Regions from separate parts of the Muntiacus reevesi genome. Here region 2 is linked to region 1. A link is a contact called in public Hi-C data. All regions are on one chromosome and are shown on one strand. Each heading gives the region's core, a stretch centred on a gene start, on an enhancer-like site or on the middle of the called end of the contact. The rest is flanking DNA. Distances are from core to core; before and after follow the strand shown. Region 1 holds the start of SPOCD1 (SPOC domain containing 1). Region 2 holds the start of TMEM39B (transmembrane protein 39B).

Region 1 (5,558 bases), core at 1,222-3,721:
TTTCTAGAAGAGTTTTAGATTTGGAGGAAAAAAAATGAAGATTTGTACAGAGAGTCTCCATATACCCAGCACTCAATTTCCCTCATTAACATTTTCTTGCTTTCTAAATTCAACATCATGTCTTTAATATCCAACATCTTTATTGGATTGGCTAAAAAGTTCGTTCGGGTTTTTCCATAACATCGTATGGAAACCTCTATGAACTTCTTGGTCAACCCAATATTTAAATGTATTAATTCTAACTGAATGTAGTAATCCCATTGACTGGAAGCTTCTCTAGGTCTCACATGGCACAAGTTTCATGCTGGGGAATTTCATCTCCCCCTCAGTCAAATCTCTAGCTCTGCAGTGAAAGTATTTACATAGTCATAATGTTATAAATGGGGCTTCCCTGGTGGCTCAGCGGTAAAGAATCCACCTGCCAAGGCAGGAGACACGGGTTCTATTCCTGCGTGGGGAAGATCCCCTGGAGAAGGGAATGGTAACCCACTCCAGTGTTCTTGCCTGGAGAATCCCATGGACAGTGGAGCCTGGGAGGCTACAGTCAATGGTTTTGCAAAGAGCTGGACATTACTGAGCAAGTAACACACAACAACTAGAGAATGCCTGTGCACAGCAATCAAGACTCAGAGCAGCCAGGAATAAATTAATTATTTTAAAAAGTCAGCAAAAAAAAAAAAAAAAAAAAAAAAGTCAGCAACATTTCTTTTAAAAAAGATATGTAAATTTATTTGGCTGCACCGAGTCTTAGTTGTGGCATGCAGGATCTTTAGTTGCAGCCTGTGAACTCTTAGTTACCACATGTGGGATCTAGTTTTCTGACTAGGGATCAAACCCAGGTCCCCTGCATTGGCAGTGTGGAATCTTAGCCACTGGACCACCAGGGAAGTCCCAGATGGAAAATATTTTCAAAAAAATTTCAAGAAAGACTCCAAAAGCAAAATTTGAATTTCCTAAGCACATGCAAGATATTCATACAGCATTTACACTGTACAAGGCATTATAAACAGTATAGAGATGACAAAGTATTTGGGAGGATGTACATAGGTTACATACAATGGCTATGCCATTTGGTATAAGGGACTTGAGCATTACAGAATTCTGGTGTGCCTGAGAGTTGGAGAACCAAATTCATCAATCAAAGAGATGACTATAATAGCAACTAGTAGAAAAACAAAAATATATATAAATATAAAAGACAAAAACTGGGAGGAGCAAGGGGGAAGGGATTGGTAATGAAATCACACAGTAGTTAGTCAATAGACACTGTTAGCCTGGTGAGCTGCAGTACATGGGGTGGCAAAGAAAGGAACATAATTGAGCGACTGAACAACAAAGATATTAATAAACCAACGAACAGAAGTATGAGTATATTATTCATAGTCACATGAATAAAAAAAGAAAGAAAGTTGTTCCCAAGAGCTGGGCAAGTGAGAGGACATTTTTAGGTTTTAATTTCTAACCTTTCTGTTGGGGTTGGGTGTTGCGTGTTCATCTACATGAATTATATTTGAGACAACAGTAATTAAAATAAATAATGGAGGAAAAAATCTAGATAGATCTGATTCTGATATTTCTCTAGAGGTTCAGGTACTTTCAGTAACGCCCCATTACCTAGGATCAAGATGAAACTCTGACGCAGGCATTCAAGGCCCTTCCTCGCCAGGCACTTCCTCCCGGAAGCCCTTGGGTGGAAGAGAGCGCCCTCTGTCGGAGCAGCGACGTCAGCACGCCCGAGGTCCCACCCTTTGCGTATCAACAGACTCCGCCCCCATCCCTGGGGGGGGGGGCGCTCTCCGCATCACGTGATCTCAACCCCTTAACACCTGGGTGTCGAACCCCAAGAAGGGGAGCCCAGAGACCCCAGACCCCAGGTGAGAGCGAGTGGGTCGGTGGGTTCTGGGTTCCCTGAACGGTGGGAGGCTGCCTGGTCAGGCTGGGAACGTGATTGGGAGCGTCTGTCAGGCGCGGCCCGATGTGAGGGTGATGGGCAATTAACCTGAGTGGCTTAGAGCTGGGCTTTTTGTCGGGGACCAAATCCCGGGTCTTCCATTTTTTATCTGCGCATGGCCTTGGGCGAGTCACTGAATCTCAAGTTTCCTTGCCTGTGGCTGCCAGCATGAAATGAAATAATGCACAGAAGTACATAATTCATAAATAATAACTGTTGTTTTTAAAGCTCATACATGCAAATGTGTGAACTCTCAGAAGAGGGGAAGACCTTATAAAAGGTGGCTGTAGCTCAACCCTGTTTGGAGACAGGCCTCCCCTCCCTCACCTGGGGCGCTGTGTCCCGCTGGGGTGCTTATGTCTGTGGTTCCTGGGTGCCCTGGAGGTGCCACCTGTAAGGGAGGCTGCCTCCGAAGTTCCCACTGATCTGGTGTCCTGAGTGGGCTGGCAGATCAGACCCCCACCTCTTATCTCCTCACAGGGCCTGCCTTCTGCATTGGGCCCTTGGAGGCGAACAGACATGTCTCAGGAGGCGGCTCCAGCGGGCCCCAGCACAGAGGACCCCGTTCTCAGTCCCCTCAACAGCCTTGGACTTTTCCAGGAGGGTGTGGGAGAAACTAGCTCCATGTCAGGCCTGGCACCAAACCTGTCAGGAGAGAACTCACGGGACCTGGTTCGTGCTGGCAGCAGGAAGCGCGTCCTCAGGGAAGAGTCTTGTCAAGGTGCCAGCTCCCAGGCAGTGGGTGCTCCTGGGGCTAGCCTAGAGGCCACGGCCCATCCAGTGGTCCTGGGGCTGCAAGCTGTGGGACAGAACCGGGATTCAGTGCCCAGCCCCAGGCTCATCCCTCAGCTGCCCACAGCGCCTGCTCAGGGGAGGGCTCAGGCCTTCAAGAGGGTTCAGATTATTCTGCATGATGTCTTGGCTGGAAGTTGTCCCGGGAATCTTTGTAGTGGGTGTGTGGGGTCAAGAAAGAAAAGCAGGAGGTCTGAGACCATCTCAGAGGGTCAGGAGGGTGGCTTCTTGGGGCTTGGTCAGAGCCCTAGTGGGGACAAGCCCCAGGCTGTGGGAGACCCCCCGCCAGGTGCTGACGTAGTGTCGTTGGGAGGCCCGTGCAGTCCTCTCTCTTGCAAGGACACTGGGTCTGGGCCTGGACACCCAGGTGGAAGTTGGGTGGACTGTGACCCAGGGATTCAGAAGTTTGAATATTTGTCCACTGTAGGGAGTGGGACCCCTCCAGCTAGCCCCTGTGACCCTGTGAACTCCCCCCTGCCCAGTGGAGGACCGTCACTTCAGCTAGCTGCCCAGGATCCCCTCCAGAGCCCTGAGCTGTGCCCGGGAGGGTCTGGAAAGGCTTCCACAGCACAGCAGGAAGCCGAGCACATGGGGAGGCCTGGCGATGGTGATGGCCATGGCACTTCACACAACCAGGAGGAGCTGGAGGTCGGGGCTCTACCAGTGTCTGGGGGGAGGCCAGGGCAGGGACTTGCTAACACCCCCTCCAGCTTCCTGGAGCCTGGAGCCAGCAAGGCTAGCTCAAGCCCATCCACGAGGCAAAGAAATGCCAAGTGTGCTAAACGTTTGAAAATGGGCCCAGTGCCTGCTGCGGATCAGGGCACTAACAGATGCCCAGACAGCTCCAACCAGGACCAACCAGAAGAATCCAGCCCAGGAAGCGGCCCCAGACTGGTAAGTTGACCCTGAGAGGTTGGGATGGGAAGGGCATCTTTATCTTTTGGTGTCAGTGAGTCATGTGTTCAAATCCTATCTCTGCCCACATTCTAGCTGAGTGGCCCTGGAATATTTTTTAAGCTGTTTCCTCATGTGTGAAAAGGGAATACTAGTTCCACTTTAATGGGGTTGTTTTGAGAATTAAATGAGATGATGGTGTGAAATAACGTACCTAGCACAGCATAAGGCACAAGGTAAATACATTTGTGTTAAATGTGCTTTTCCTTGAGTGTTACAACAGTCCTGTGAGATAGGCATTAGCCCTGTGTTTCCGTGTGGGGAAGCTGAGGCTCAGAGAAGTTAACAAACTTCTCCAAGTTCACACAGCAAGGGAGTCAGTGCCTAGACATATTCCCTGTGTTCACTGCTTCCCTTTTCATTGTTCTTTTATTGATCATAATTAGCATTTTATTAATACTAATAATTATGGTCAGTATGTTTATATACCAAGGGCAGAAGATGGCATTGCTGTGTTTGGTGTATATTTCTGACATAGTTGAATTTTTTTTAATTTTTTTATTATGTATTTATTTATTTATTTATTTTTGTTCTTATTGTTTTTTTTTTTTTTCTTACTAGTTGGAGGCTTGAATTTTTTTTAAATTGAAGCATCATGTTAGTTTCAGGTTACAGCATAGTAATTCAGTTATATATATGTAAGAGTCAGACACGACTGAGTGACTGAACTGAACTGAATATATATGTATATATATGTTCTTTTCAGATTCTTTTCTCTTGTAGGTTATTACAAAATATTTGAGTATAGTTTCCTATTTTATATAGTAGCTCCTTGTTGGTTCTATATATCTTGTTGGTTTTATATATCATAGTCACATAATTGAATTTTTATCACCTTGGTTGAATATGTGTTGTATGCTGAGTGCTTTTGATTTAGTCTTCACATGAAACCCAGAGAGGTGGCTACAGGCCCAAGGTCTCACAGCTGGTAAATGATAGAGCCAGTATGCAGACCCAGGCAGTCTGTCCAGAAAGCTTACTGCACTGCCTGCTTGTGCACATTCCCCGCTAGCATCGCAGTAGTAAAAGTACCTGGCGTGCTTACTACATGCTGGGTACTATTCCCCAGCACTTATCTTCAGTCTTCCTATCACCCTTATAGAGAAGATGCTATTGATATATACCCATTTTAATGATGCAGACACTGAGGCTCAGACAGGTAAAGTGAGTATGTCAAGGTCAGACAAGCAAATTAGTTGAAATAGGATAGGAACCAATGAGCTGCCTGTTGTGATTTATCACTGTTTGATACTGTAATTATATTGGAGATGCTACTACATTATCTGTGTAAATATCACTCAAAACATTAATTTTTAATAAAAAATGAATACATGTTTATCATTGAAACTAAGGAAGAAATAAAAATTCCCATAATGCCAACAACATTCAGAGCTATCTCCTGTTGACATTTTGGTATATATATCCTTTCTTCCATCTTTTTCGTATGCATATATATCTTTTCTTTGCCTAGAAATGGGATCATGCAGGTCAAAATTTATAACTTGATTTTTTAGCTATTAAAAATTGTTTTACAGTGAAGTTGTCGACATAGAATGAGGAAATCCCTTTTAATGTCTCCTGGCCCAGTTGCCCTTTGTTTGGTGTTAATGGTTAGCATCCTTTCAGTCTCCTTTTCTATGAACTTCTGTACATGTGTGAACATCTGCATATTGGTCACACCTTTTTATATCTAAGTAGGCTCATGCTGTGCCTCATTGTTCTGGGGCTTGTACTTTGATTTTCAAATGATTTAGTGTTTGAAAATGTTTCCAAGTTGGCAGAGTGTGCTTTCCCTGAACCCTGCATCGTGTTTGTCTACAGGCACTGCTGGGACCAGAGGGTGGGCTGGGACTTGCTTTTC
Region 2 (6,270 bases), core at 1,275-3,774, 210 kb before region 1:
AGGGCACAACATCAGAAGCTGCCTGGAGAACCCTACCAAGAGGGGCTTCTGGCCCAGGACCGTGGGGCAGGCTCAGAAAAGCAGCCCGGGGCAAGGATGGATGGAGTCCGCCTACTCCTTCTGCCTCTCAAAGAAGCTGACAGAGCCTTTCCCTATTCCTCCCTCATCTTATTCAGGCTTTCCAACATTCCCCAGGAAGGAAAGGAAAGGAGAGGAGAAAGGGGCCCAGAGAGGGGAGACAACTTGCCCAAGCCACCAGTGAACTAGGAGCAGAACTGTGAGTGGAATCCAGGCCTTTGGGTTCACTATACTATGTCCCAAGGTATCTGTTCCAGGGACCGCCCTCACCCAGGGACTTTTCTGCTGCTCCCTGCCCTTGAAGCCTCCATCTGGCATCTGGGGTATCATATCCTAGGGCTCAGTCAGGGAGAGCTCTGTCCAGACTGCTCCTCTGAGCCCACAGGAAGTGCAAGAGACAGCAAGTAGTTTACCTGGTGCGGGAACGGACACTGGTGACCGATGCGCTGGAAGTGTGGCCCCCACCCGAGCCCCCAGAGGATCCTGGCTCACAGAGTGGATTTCGACAGTAGGATGTCCTGTTGGGACCTCTTCGTCCTCCTGCGGGGCTCAACATAAGGTAGATCCTCAAGCCAGAGGGCATATATCAAGGATAACAACCTGGCGTCTCATTTCGTCACTCAATCACAGAGACCCATGATTGGTTCCCCTGCCTATCGCTTCAAACGCATCTCCTACCATTCTCTGCCTCGACCCCATGCTTCAGCCAGCCTAATCTTTCTCTCTTTGAGCAAACCAAGCTTACTGCTACCTTCTGCACTTGCTGTACGCTCTGCCATTCTAACTCTCTATCTTATTTCCATTTTTCTTTTCACAGTTTACTCTTCATCTTATTCATTTGTTAACCTATTTACTGCCTATCTTTTCCACTGGAATGGAAGGCCAGTGAGGTCTGTCTCTTTCACTGCTGTATCCCCTCCCTCTACCAGCGTAAGTGCTCAATAACAACACATTGATGATGATGAGGGAATGAATCCAGCAAGGTAGATTACCCAGATTAGTAAATTCAGTTTACACAGAGTCACAGGTGGTATGGGAGTCTGGGTCCTGAGCTCTTTGAACCGGTATACGCAGCTCCTTTGGGATACTACCACAAGTCCCTGTAGGCTTATGATTCCTCCAGGACCCAAGATCTGCCTTAATGGGCATCCTGAGCTCTCACAGTCAGGATTCAGGGCCTGAGCAAGTGTCAAGGGAGAATGGCATGGTTGTGAACCTAAAACATAGACCTACAACTTCTTTCTCTCAGTTGAGCAATCTAGCCCAAGCTCCCAGGTCCTGCAAAAAGCTCCTGCACAAAGCTCCTAGGCACCACCCCAGCCCCAAAGTTATGTGTGTGCTGAGTCACTTAAGTTGTTTCCAAAAGTTAATGTGTGTGTTCAGTGCGACCCCATGGACTGTAGCCTGCCAGGTTCCTCTGTCCACAGGATTTCCCAGGCAAGAATACTGGAATGGGTTGCCATTTCATACTCCAGGGGATCGTCCCAACCCAGGGATCAACCCTGTGACTCCTGCATTGGCAGGCAGATTCTTTATCGTTGAACCACCTGGGAAGCCCAAAGTTAAAGCCTTGTTCATATCTCATGACCACACAGCAGCCTCCACAGACACCCACACCCCCAGCCCTAGCTTCTCCGCCTGGAAGCTTTTCCCCAACGTTTCCAAAAAAGTTCTTGTTCAGGAACTCTGCCGCGACCAGCCCCAGCGCCAAAGCTCTGCTACTCTACCTGGCTTAGAAAACCCCACACAGGTATCCTCAGTCCAAATGCTCTACCCACACCCACTCTCCTCTCTTTAGAAGCTCTGCACCCACATATAGCCTCTCAGCCCAGAAGCTCCGCCTACACACAATTGTCAGCTCAGAAAACCCGCCCACAAACCAATAGAAGCTCTCTCTGCCCAGAAGCCCGGCTCCAGAGTGGGCTCCCTTCATCTCGAAGGTCTCCTTTCCGCCCCACCTCCCCAGTATAAAGCCCCTACTGCCCAGAAAATTTGCCCCTGCACCAGGGCCTACGGGCTAGGAGCCCCGCCCTTAGCATGAAGGCCACGCCCACGAGCAGCCCCGCCCCACTCAAGCCCGGGACAGTGGGTCCCCATTAAAGCCCCCAGGAACCTCCGCAATTTAGGAGCTCCGCCCACCCCTCCAATGTCCCGCCCCCACAACAGAAGCCCCACCCGCAAAACGACAGGAGGGGGCGGGGTCCCCCTGGGCCCAACATCCCCTCCCCCTCCCCTCGCCGGGATCCTGTCCGCGTGGGGGAGCAATTAGCAGCCTGGCCATCCTGACCCCGGAGCCCGCCCGTTCCCGGGCCAAGCCGGACCCGTGCCGCTCACCCATCTCCTCCCCCCGGCGCTCTCCGCTTCGCCGCCGCAGCTCCTGCGGGCAATATGTCGGAGGCGACGGCGGCCGAGAGAGGACTAACCGCCGCAGCCCAGTCCCCGGGTATCAGCTGCGCGCTCCCGCCCCGCCGCCAGATTTGCATACAAGGCGGGCTAGAAGCTGGGGGCGCGCTTCTTAAAGGGGCCGCCCTGGACAAAGGCAGTGCCGCGCGCTCTTTGTCTCGCGGTCTCCCACGCCCTTCCTGCAAATGCAGCTGGAAAACCCGAGAGGGAGGAGAACCTATCTCCATCTCTTCCCTTGCCTGCCTTTTCCTAGCACCTTTTCAGGACCGAGGGAGGGGGCCAGAACCTCATCTCGGTTCCTGCATCCATGAGTCGTCCACTGGCTCCTCAAACTGATCGCGTCCCAAATTGGGCTTTCATCTTTCTCTTTGGCCTTATTGCTCTTAGTCCATCCCAATCAAAACTTGGGAGTCATTTCCTCCTTTTCCTTCTACCGCCATATCCAGTCTTCCACCTAGTCTTCCTGACGCTCAGTTCAGTTCAGTTCAGTCGCCCACTCGTGTCTGACTCTGCGATCCCATAGACTGCCGCTCGTCAGGCTTCCCTGTCCATCACCAACTCCCGGAGCTTGCTCAAACTCCTGTCCATCGAGTTTGGACGTCGAACTATCTCATCCTCTGTCGTTCCTTTCTCCTTCTGCCTTCAGTATTTCCCAGCATCAGGGTCTTAATGAATTAGCCCTTCGCATCAGGTGGCCAAAGTATTGGAGCTTCAGCTTCAGCATTATTTCTCACTTCTGAGAATATGTGAGGAAGAATATCCTTCTTTCACTACATTAGTTCAAATCCTGATTCTGCCAGTTCCAAGTCTTGGATTCCTGTTTCTTGCTCTTTACTGGTAACTCACTTTACAGGGCTTGGTGAGTATTAAATGAGATAATGCATGTAGAACAGAGTCTGTTTTGATAAATGTTAACCGTCATTACTATTAAGATGTATGGCCATCACTTAACACAGAGGGAGCTCTCAATAAATGAGCTGTTACTAGTAATTGTTATGATTTCTTCCCTCATAAGACTTCTAAGTTGTCTCCATCATCTGGTACCTCCCATCAATTAGCACAATGTTTGGCATATAATAGACAACAATATTCAATTAATTAAATGATTTAGGTATTTAATTAATAGAAATTCACAAAGCTTACAGTTAAGTGGGAGGAGATGGGCGTAAAAAATATAGTAAAAATCATTAGAAAGGAATGATTGAGATGGAGGAAAACAGGAAAGGGGGATGGGAGGTTGCAATTTTAAACAGGGTAGTCAGTAGGTTTCACAGAGGTGACTTTTGAACAAACACTTGAAGGAAAGAGTGAGTCAGTCATGTAGATATCTAGAGGAAGGGGGCGGTTCAGGCAGAGGGAAAAAGTCATTGGAAGGGCCCTCAGGTACAAGCACCGAGCACGCCTGCTATGTTTAAGAAACAGCAAGGAGGCCAATGTGGCTTGAAATGGAATAGACATGAGAGTTGGACATGAGAGAGAATGGACCTGAGACTTTTACTCTGAATGAGATGGGAGCTACTGGAGGGCTTGAACTCCCTTTTTTTTTTTTTTTTGAACTTCCTTTTTTAAAGAATCACTCCAGCTGTCTTGTGAGAATAGCCTGTAGGGCAGAGGGGTGGAAACAGGGAGACCAGGATGCTACGGCAGTGATTGTAGCAAGAGATATTGATGGTTTGTACCAGACTGGGTGAAATGAGTCATGTTGGAGCCTGGATTTGAAGGTAAAGTCAACAGAGTTTGTTGACAAATTTGGATAGGTGTGCAAATGGAAGAAAGAGAAGATAAGGATTGCTGCATGGTTTTTAGCCTAGGCAAATGGAAATATGGAGCTTAACATATATACTTCTATTAAATTATAGAGCTATATTAATAACAAAGAGGCCTTCCTTTCTGGGGAAAAAGAGGGCTTAGTAAGGGAGAACAACTGCATCACAAAGCAGGTCACAAAGTAGGGTAGAAACCAGGGCTGAGATTCCTTTTTCTAGCCAAAGAAATTCTGGTTAGACGAGCCAGTTCCGACCTCTTTAGAGTACTGAATTTGAAGTGTATCTTGTTAGTGACTGAATCCCCAACACCTGGCAACCACCTGGTATGTGATAGGCATTTATTTGGGATCAATTCAGTTGAATTGAGGTAGTGGCAAACTAGCTCTTGAAAGGAAGCCAGTTGGGAAGGGAAGCTAAAGATTTCGGGAATATTCCATAGACAATGACTGAAGCTGGGCCATTCCTGGGAACTCATTTTAACTCAGGTCAATAAACATTTCTGAGCATCTGTTGTATGTTGGCCACTGAGGATACAGAGGTGCTGCTCATTAGTGGGAGAGACACAGAGGAGAATCAATAAATTATGACCCAATGTGGTAACAACAGGAGTATGTACCAGGTACAGAGGTGGATGGAAGATGACTAACCTTGACAGGGGAGGTAATCAAGGGAAGGCTTCATAAGAGAGGACATCGGACCTGGTTTCTGAGAATAGGAGTTTGGCTGTTCCATTCCTCAGGGTGGAAGCAATAGCTTGAGTCTGGTAATTGCCTTACTGGGGCTGGTGGCAGGGGAATGTCTTGCTGTGCATCTACCATGTGGAAGGTACTTGACTTTGTACATGGCAAATACTCAGGACATGTTTGCTGAATTGATTTTTTTAAAAAACATTTAAAAATTTCATTTATTTAGTTTTGTTTGCACTGGGTCTTCATTGCTGCTCACGGGCTTTCTCTAGGAGCCACGAGCTGGGGGTTACTCTTTTTTGGGGTGCACGGGCTTCTCATTGAAGTGGCTTCCATTGTAGAGCATGGGCTCTAGGGCATATGGGCTCAGTAGTTGCTGTTTATGGGCTCTAGAGCATGGGCTCAGAAGTTGTGGTGCACAGGCTTAGTTGCTCTGTGGCACGTGGTGTCTTCCTGGAGCAGAATTCTTATCTACTGTACCACAAGGGAAATCCTGCTTAATTGATTTGAGGGTGTTCAATCAACCCAGGGTATGGGGAGAAGGGCACTCAAATGGACCACTATGCATGTGACCGATTACCTGTGGCTCCTGCTCACCTTGTAAAGGTCGACTACTGATTTTGCTTGCCCAGCATTCATTCCTCTTTCTTCTGATATGAACACTCATTTTCCCTTGGGAATCTACCCTTCCTCCCACTCTGTCCATGAAGTTTAGGGTGGCTGCCTTAGTCTGGAGTTCCTGTGTGTGCAGATGCTCCCGGCCTGACAAATCAAAGCATTCCATCCCTGCCACGTCAGGCTACAGGGACTGGCTGGGGTGAGGGTGGAGGTGTGTTAGTGACCCAAGTTAGGCCAAATGAGATGCAATCCTAGGACCTTTGCCACAACTATTGGGCAATAAAATTTCCCCCCTGTGGGATGGCTAAGGAAATAAAATATAAACTTGAAGTTCTTGGTGGTTATCTTGCCACCTTTCGGGGAGAACTTAGCTGACAATGAAAGAAACACAGAAAAGTTAGAGAATCAGGAGTCATTTTCTTAACAGCATCATTAGATCCAGGTATATCTGAAGTCTTTATGGACTTTTCTGTTACAAAAAGCCAGTTTGGTGTCTGACAGTTGCTACTGAAAGAATCTAGAACAATATACACTTCCATCTTAGCATCTACTAGAAACATTTAGGGCCTTAATCCTTCTACATCTGCCTCCTACAACAGGCTCTATGGAGAAAATAACTACGATGGCAGAATGTTCGTTGGGTTTTTGTCCTCTAGATCTGTGCCCACACATCTCAGCTGTTTTGTGACCCTGAGGCCCTCACTTCCCTCCTTCATTTC

The links. Hi-C and Micro-C count contacts between places; a contact is called where the count stands out from the background.
Region 2: a Hi-C map of blood shows a contact between it and region 1, with 3 times the contacts expected there. The contact joins the promoter of TMEM39B here to the promoter of SPOCD1 in region 1. A contact is called at or near these places in 2 of 3 Hi-C or Micro-C datasets (blood and muscle).

Annotation. Positions count from the first base shown.
Region 1 is chr3:115,734,134-115,739,691 of mMunRee1.1, reverse strand. SPOCD1 (SPOC domain containing 1) reads left to right here and starts at 2,471. Exons shown (of 14, transcript XM_065928901.1): 1 at 2,471-3,637. The coding sequence starts at 2,471.
Region 2 is chr3:115,940,707-115,946,976 of mMunRee1.1, reverse strand. It overlaps TMEM39B (transmembrane protein 39B), which reads right to left and starts at 2,524. Exons shown (of 9, transcript XM_065930287.1): 1 at 2,413-2,524; 2 at 492-618. The coding sequence starts at 2,416.